Regions from separate parts of the Mus musculus genome. Here region 2 is linked to region 1. A link is a contact called in public promoter capture Hi-C data. All regions are on one chromosome and are shown on one strand. Each heading gives the region's core, a stretch centred on a gene start, on an enhancer-like site or on the middle of the called end of the contact. The rest is flanking DNA. Distances are from core to core; before and after follow the strand shown. Region 1 holds the start of Polh (polymerase (DNA directed), eta (RAD 30 related)). Region 2 holds the start of Med20 (mediator complex subunit 20).

Region 1 (4,045 bases), core at 580-3,079:
TGCAGTGTTTTCACACAGATGTTCATGGATGATGGAGCTGCACATTTGAGTGGAAGGCAGAAGCTGAAGTTGAATGTCTTTCTCTCTGCTGTTTTGAGAACCCAGAGCTCAGGATTTGCCTAGACGGGCTGGTGAGTCCACTCAGGGATTTATTTTATCAGTCTCTTCCTCCCCTCCACCTGGATTCCAGTCCTCAGCCATAAACAGGCACCAAAAGCTCCACCCTCTATGCCATCTCCCAGGGCTCTTCTGCTTACTTTGTCTGAGAGAGGAGGTCTTACTAAGTCACTCTGATAGCTGCCTGACTTTGTATCCCCTGCCTTAGTCTTCCCAGTAGCAGGGGTTACCTGCTGTCCTTTTAGCTGTATTTTTAAGATGCGAAAATCTAGATTAGTAATACTGACACTCTCCATTTAGATATTAGTCATGTTAATACTAAACTGGATCTAAGAGAGTACAAAAAAAAATGCTAGAGATATACCCATACAAGTTGAATGTCAACCCCTAGAATTAGCTTTCAAAACTAAGGGTGCCAGGAGGAGTCAGTGAACAAGCAAATCTGTGTATCATCTGAGTTTAGGTCACAGGCCTATTCGGGATCACTCTGGTGCTCTGTTTCTTTGCCTATGTAAAATTCTTCACAATCAAAGACAAAGCAAACAGAGTTGTTTGATTCCAAATCCTGTGCCACATACATCTATATGTTGGCGCTTACTCTAATAGAGAGAAGCTCTGTTGAAGGTATTAGCGTTCCCAAATAGCAAAAGCTGAACTAGACCCTGGCGCAGAGAGCACCCGGGACGCAAGAGAATTACTTCCAGGAAACCAAAGTGCCCCGGTGCAAATAAATGCAAAGCCGGTGGTAAAGCTCGTCTTCGCGCAAAAACAGCCGGAGACTATCTCACAGGTATAAACGAGGAAGGAGCGTCACAAATTAGCCCAGAGATGGCCAAGACTCGAAAGATAGAGGTATGTAAGGATGTAAGAAAATGGACACACGGGGATCTAGAATCAGCACAAGTCTGGAGTGATCAGCAGGGAAGAATGAAGGTGGCACTGGGGCAGGAATTTGCACGTGCGCTCCCGGAACGCCAGGGAATGTGGGGTTTGCCCCGGCGTCAGAGCCGGCACAGCCTGCGTGGGTGGAGACCGCGGTGTGATCTAGAGTGAAGAGAAGTGAGGAGTGGGCAAAAAAGCCACTGAGACATGGCGAGGAGATGTGCAACAGTTAGGGACCCTTGCGTGTGATGCAAAGGCAAGCGCGCAGGCAAGAAAAGACTCAAGTGGGAGGAGGTGAGGGCCGCGACCAGAAGCCACCCTCCCCACGGGCAGTGGGAAGATCAAAGGCCGCATAGGCAGGAGACAAACTGAGTTTGGAGAGGCCGTGAGGGAAGCCTGGGATAGGGTTCTCGGGGCAGGCCCAGGCCGCCAGGACCCCAGCTACCTTGAGGGCTTCCAGCCGGTAGCGCTGGGTAGAGCTGGGGTCCATCATGACCGTCACCGCTTTCACTAGCTCCTCGCACAGCGCGTTCACTTGCTCCATCTCCATGGCTAGAGCCGGGAACCCCACCGGCGTCCCGGGAGCACGAGGTTACGCACAGTTCCCCTGGCGGGACCACACGTTGATACCGGGCCGCGGCGGGCTGGGGGTGGGGAAACGGGAGGGAGGAGCGTGAGTCCCAGAAGTTGGAGCTGGGAAGAACCCAGCGCTGCGCATGCGCCGGAGCCGCCACGGCGCATGCGCGCGCGGAAGTGGCCGCTTCGGGTGACGGCCGCGCCTGGCGGGGCGGGGCTGGGGAACGGAAGTTCCGCGGTGCGCAGGCGCGTCAACCGTCCCTCGCGGCGCGCGCGGTGCTGAACTCCAAATTTCCTCTGGGCTTGCTGTGGGGCGTAAACCTGCAGGCTGGAAGGGCTGTTGGCTCGGCGGGAGCCTAGGGCTACCTACTCGGATCTGTGTTATCAGATTACACTCACTTGCTCCTGGGAAGGCGACGACGACATCTAGACGCTGTCATTGGACTCCGCCCGGAGCCCGCAGCTTCGCTCTTGGCAGTTTTGACAGGTGTCGCCTTGGTAAGGACATTAAAACACGGCTCGGGATCGCTATATCGGATGGCTTTTGAAGCCTTGGCTGTCGCTTTTACTTGGGGGTGACTGGGCCGAAATGAAAAGCATGCTTACTGGGAGAGAAGGCTCTAAGAGTGTCTCTAAGGAGAGTTTTCTTGTAGAAAGAGTTTTTCTTGTAATTTTTAAACCTTCCTCTTCACTGGTCCATATTTTCTCGTGCGTCTTACTACACGACCGACTCCCAAACGTGCTTTTGTACAGAATGGGATGAACTGAGATGTTGGAAAACGCATCCCAACTATACCTCTGGGAGGCTGAGGCAGGAGGATTGCTTCCAGTTTGAGGCCAGACTGAGCTGCAAAGTGAGACCCTGCCTCACGAAACAAAACCCATCCCAAATTTACGTAGTCTTTTACGTTTTGGCATTGTGCAGACTTTGCCAATACATAAAAGTACGAAAGGAACACATAAAAGACTTAAGGCTGTATCATCTCTTATCCTGCATATGTTTTAGGAGGTGTTTTTCCACTTAGTAAATTGTTGCCCTTAAATCACAGCTTCGCTTCCAGTTTTACCTCTGATATTTATATTGAATATGGTACTTATCCTGTATTGATTGCGACAATACATTTGCCACCTTCTAGCTTTATCTGTTCCAGTACTACAGAAAAGCCACGCCAGAGCACAAGGACGCCTGACTTAAGTGTAAAAGGTTTCTAAACGTACGATCATTTTGTTTTAGGTGAGGGGCGAGATTTGTAAGGTGTTAATGCTTTGAACATTCAGTATCTTCTTAATTATTTTCTTTACAGTAATTTTGCAGCTTTGTAGTAGTAGTTGCTTGGCACTGTTTTCAATGTGATTGTTTATTTGAAAAATAACTGTTTAAAGTTACAGTTGGGTGCTAGCTCACTCATCTGTATAACCTGTTTCTTGTATTTAAATCATGAATTTCCTGTGTTTCTGTAAAGTATTATTTGTGATAGGCCATTGGTATGCAAAGCTACTGCACATTGGAATTGTCTCGAGAGCCTTTAAGACTGTCTGCGTCATCTCAGCGTTTGGTGGGAGGAGCAAGCAGCTCGGGGCTCATCCTTGGATGCAGAGCAAGTTTTGAGGCCGATTTGGACTACATGGCATTCAGAACCATTCTTGAAAACAAAAAAAGAAATTGCACAAATAGAAAATCACTAAACATCACAAAGTAGTCCTCACAGGTCGGATCTATTCATAGTTGCATAGTTATTGAAAATTTGCAGAGAAACGGGATATTTACATAGTGTTAGATTATCTTCTTCATTTATGTGTGTCTGTGTTTTCTTCCTACTTTCTATGTAACCCAGTCTGGCCTTGAACTTCAAACCTTTTTGTCTTAGCCTCTTGAGTGCTAGAACTTAAGATCTGTGCCACCATGCTCCATAGCCAAATGTTTCTAAAAAGTATTTCAAGATTTGAAATTTGCTTTTTATGGTGGCACACACCTTTAGCCCCAGTACTCAGGAGGCAGTTTGGTCTACAGAGTGAGTTACAGGGTAGCTAGAGCTACTCAGGGAGACCCTGTCTCACCGACACCCCCAACTCTTCATGAATGCTATGATATTACATATATTTATTATCTTTCCAAATTCACAGAATAATTTGGAATTTCCAGATTCCAGGATGCCCTTCCTGGCATATGACCAATTTATGCCATTACATACGTAGACATGCACACAGAGACACTTGCTAAGGTTTAAAGTTGTGGACTTGAGAATGCTAGGAAAGAGCTCTAAAGTTGAGCAACACTCCCCAAATACTCCAAATTGTAACACCTGGAACTGTGTGAATAGATAACTTGTATCTTTTAGAGAATGATGGGAAGTGTCCAGGTGCTTTCATTGCATGCTTTTTTTTCCTGAATATTTTCACTCTGAGGTTGATTGATACAGAACATTTTCTTCTCTTTTCCCTAAATCTATGTTTGAGATCTGCCAATCAA
Region 2 (3,974 bases), core at 770-3,269, 1.4 Mb before region 1:
AGTGTTCTCAACTGCTGAGCTGCTTCAGCCCCAACACTATTCTTTAATGAAGTAAGTGCTTCCCGTTATTGTGTACAATTCTTGTTTCCTAAGAAAGGTTCTCAGTCTCTAGCCTAGGCTGGCCTTGAACCCAAGTTTAGTTCCCAGTACCCATATCAGCAGAAAGCTCATAACTACCTGTGACTCTAGCTCCAGAGGATCTGATACCTCTAGCCTCCATAAGCACCCACACTTGTGTGCATATAGCCACACACAGGGGCACAAGTGCTTGTACACACACACATTTGAAAATAAAAACAAATCTTTAAACAAATAGATCAAACTGCAAACTGACCACCATAATATAAGATGGACCAAGAACGAATGAGGCCACAAACACATCCTGCCTCAGTCAGGACCGCTACCCTTGACAGAAAAGCAAGCAGATCCATTAACGTAAATACTCTAAGCCATGCTCCTCCCATCTGCTCTCAGCCATCTACTGACCTTGGCTGCCCAGGGTAGAGGCAGCTGTGTGGTAAGTCTCACAGTCCACACAAAATGTCCCTTGTTTCTCTGCTCCAAGCATCTCCAGTTTCTTGGTGAGGAGCTCCACTGTCTGCTGGAGACTCTTGCCCTCAGCCACAGGCATCTGGGACACACTGAGAAACACAACGCCAAGTCAGCAGGGTCCAGAGACACAGAGCTTCTGGCTAAGCCACTCAATTCCCCAACAGGTAACGGATCAGCAGGGCTAGGAGTTACTTAGACATCTCTGATCCCCACCCATCAGTCCCCAAGAGTTCCTGGAACTCACTTGGTAGACCAGGCTGGCCTGGAATTCACAGAAACTTGCCTGACTCTGCCTCCCAAATGTTGGAATCAAAGGCATCAGCCCTCAGATGGATTGCCTGACTCTTCCAAAGGCCCCAGGAAAGGCCCTGTCCTGTATCAACTTACTGCAAACAGGGAAACTGAACTCTAAATGACTCTGCTGTGATCTGTCTTCATTGCTCACAGGCATTCTTTACAGTAGGGTAGAAGTATGAGATGAGGCTCCTAGTGTCAACTGTGGCAAGAGCCTTCCTTTCACAGGGCAGACCTGTGGCCCCTGGCCTCCAAGCTTCTTTAACTGGAAAGAAGCACACCACTACCAAGACTTTTAAGTGCTGAGGCCGAGTACTTTAAAATTAATACCCAGAAAAGCACGGTGCCCAAACCTTACCAACTGCCTTTTTATCAAGTGAGACTTCAAACATGTTTAAGATAAAAGTCAATCAAAACTGTCTGAAGCCCAGGCGATGGTGGCTCGCGTCCGTTTCATCCGTGCGCTTGAGAGGCAGAGAGAGGCAGGTGGATCTCTGTGAATTCGAGTCCAGCCTGTTCTACAGAGTGAGTTCCGGGCCTCCCAAGCCTACACAGTGAGACACCCAGCTCGAAAAATTGTCTCTGCCTGGTACTCCGAACTCCAAACTCCCAACCGCTCCTTTCCTCCTACCTCTGTCACTAGCCCCAACACCTTAAAATGGCCAATTCAAAGTCTGTAACTGCAAGCAAAATAGAAAAGTCACTTTCTCCTCGCGCCACTCTTATCCCTTTCTGCGAACAACTCCTAATCTAGAAACCCTATTTCTAACCTTTGGGTGCTAGTAGCGACACTACAAGGCCTCAAGGACAGGAAGAGGTACCAAGAAAAAGGTACAACTCCTGGCGGGTCCTAGGGATGCGCTGCTCCCTTTGCCAAAGGGGTGTGTCTGGGAAGAGAGAAGTCCCACGCAGTGTCCCCCATCCACACAACCGGAAGACATCTTGGTCAGCCCCCCGAGGAACCGAGAACCTCGGTCAAAATCCCTTTCCCCGGGCCATCACAGGCCCACAGACACCTTCACGACCCTATATGCTCCGTCACCACAGAAGCCCTTCAAGTCCTACCACGTCACTCCCATAGCGAAGGATCAAAAGGTGGCGCCTCCAAACCCTCGAACTCAGAGACTCCAGACCTTCACGCGAACGGCGGCCCCCTAAACACAGGAAGCAGTCGTTGATCGACCGCCGGAAATGCGCAAATACTGAGCGCCGCGGCGACACGCCCACAGGGAGCGCCATCTCTGGTACCCAGTGGTGACATTTCTAGAACGTCATCGACTCGGCTCCGCCCCCAAGGCGTCCAACGGGTTGACAGGACGCCCTAGGCTACTTTCATGAATTCTGGAAAAGGGTGACTTGGACATCCACCTTTCTAATGAGATTACCTGAGAATTTGGGGGCTCCTGCTATAGGTCCCGAAGCTCTTCCTGAGAGTAATAGATGAGGAACTTCCGGCCTCCTAACGCTGGGGGGCACTGTGATCTCTCAGTGGCCTCTTGGCGATCGGAACACACAGCGCAAGCGCAGTATCGGCTTTTTAGCCGGCTTCACACGTGTGAACCTGGTGGGCAATTTTTTCGGCCAAAATGCCCAAATTCAAGGTGACACGTGGGGCCAGCAATCGGGAGAAGCATGCACCTCTGGCCGAGCAGATCCTGGCTGGGAACGCAGTGCGCGCGGGGACCCGAGAAAAACGGCGGGGGCGTGAGGTCGAAGAGGAGGAAGAGTATGTGGGACCCCGGCTAAGCAGACGGATTTTGCAGCAAGCCAGACAACAGCAGGAGGAGCTCGAAACTGACCATGGGGCTGGTGATCGGTCAGCACCACCGCGAGAGCGCGCCACGCGGCTGGGTGAGTGACAAGGGGTGGAGTCGTGAGTTGGGCCGGTCTGACACCCCATCAGAATACTTTACCGGCGTGTTCCTCCACTTCCACTCCTGAATTCCAGAATTCAGAGTTAAGCCAACGAAAAGTGATCTCTCACACCAGTTCTAGCATTATTTTATTTTAGGTTTTTTTCGAGACAGGGTTTCTCTGTATAGCCCTGGCTGTCCTGGAACTCACTTTGTAGACCAGGCTGGCCTCGAACTCATAAAGCTGCCTGCCTCTGCCTCCCAAGTAAAGGCGGGTACCACCACCACCTGGTGGTCTAGCATTTATTTATTTATCCTCTGGGCGTTTGAAGTATTTGTGGACTGCCTGCATAATGTTTTGAGCTGTGTTAAGTTTTTAGGCAGTTTTGATACAGAAATAAGATATTCGTTCCTCCTGATAACACCGGAAGTCTAGCTCAAGGCACCCATTAAATAGAGTTACATATTCCAAGCAGGAGTGGCGAGGCTCACCTGTAATCCCAGCACTCGAGAAGCAAGGCAGAAGACCTTCTTGGCTATATAGTAAATTTCAGATTAACGAGCCCTGTCTCTCAAGAGAGAGGAAAAAAGTGATGATATTTCTATTTAAACAAAAAAGCAGATGAACATTAATTCTACATGGTGGGTATCCCAGATTTCATGTCCTTCGAATAAGACCTGAAAAGCAAGTGGGGACTGTCCCTGTCCCAGCGACAGGGGAGGGGAAACAGTATTGTTTACGGGCTAAAAGGGGGAAGAGGGGTGGGTACTGCCACCTGTCTCACTGGGGAGGAATTGTTGTTCACCTCCCAGTTGCTTAATCTTCCATTCTTATTTCTCCTAAAAAGCAATATTGACACATTTGAACATGGTTTTGGGCCTACAGCAGCTTTTTCTGTTTCTTTTAGTTTTTTTTAAAGTAAGGGCTCATGGAGCCTGGGATGGCATCTAATGCTGTAGGGGAGGCTGACCTTGAACTCCTGATCTTGCCTCTGTTTTCCATGTGGTGGCATGATAGGTGGGTGACACCACACCTGCCCTTAAAATAACTTTTTTTTTTTAACTCTGAGACTGAGTCTCGTTAAGTTGTTCAGGCTGGACTTGAACTTGCTGGGTGACCAAGACAAGGTTTGACGGTCCTTCTGTGGTGTCGTCAGGGAATTTCACTTTGAGGCCATTTGTTTGACAGCTACTTCCAGTTTTTTCTCCCTCAGAGTTCGTCCAAGAAAGCTCACATCTTTATATCCAGTGGTCTACCTGACATCTCCAAGTTGA

Evidence for each region. Capture Hi-C pulls out chosen DNA fragments and counts their contacts.
Region 2: a promoter capture Hi-C map of liver shows a contact between it and region 1, with 2.7 times the contacts expected there. The contact joins the promoter of Med20 here to the promoter of Polh in region 1. A contact is called at or near these places in 1 of 39 promoter capture datasets (liver), 1 of 115 datasets of contacts at active chromatin or transcription factors (astrocytes) and 2 of 9 other capture datasets (adipose tissue and liver).

The regions. Positions count from the first base shown.
Region 1 is chr17:46,200,425-46,204,469 of GRCm38.p6, reverse strand. Polh (polymerase (DNA directed), eta (RAD 30 related)) reads left to right here and starts at 1,829. Exons shown (of 11, transcript NM_030715.4): 1 at 1,829-2,073. It overlaps Xpo5 (exportin 5), which reads right to left and starts at 1,659. Exons shown (of 32, transcript NM_028198.3): 1 at 1,445-1,659. The coding sequence starts at 1,549.
Region 2 is chr17:47,609,630-47,613,603 of GRCm38.p6, reverse strand. Med20 (mediator complex subunit 20) reads right to left here and starts at 2,019. Exons shown (of 4, transcript NM_020048.4): 1 at 1,912-2,019; 2 at 487-641. The coding sequence starts at 1,925. It overlaps Bysl (bystin-like), which reads left to right and starts at 2,112. Exons shown (of 7, transcript NM_016859.3): 1 at 2,112-2,697. The coding sequence starts at 2,433. It overlaps Gm20517 (predicted gene 20517), which reads right to left and starts at 2,019. Exons shown (of 9, transcript NR_157366.1): 1 at 1,912-2,019; 2 at 487-641.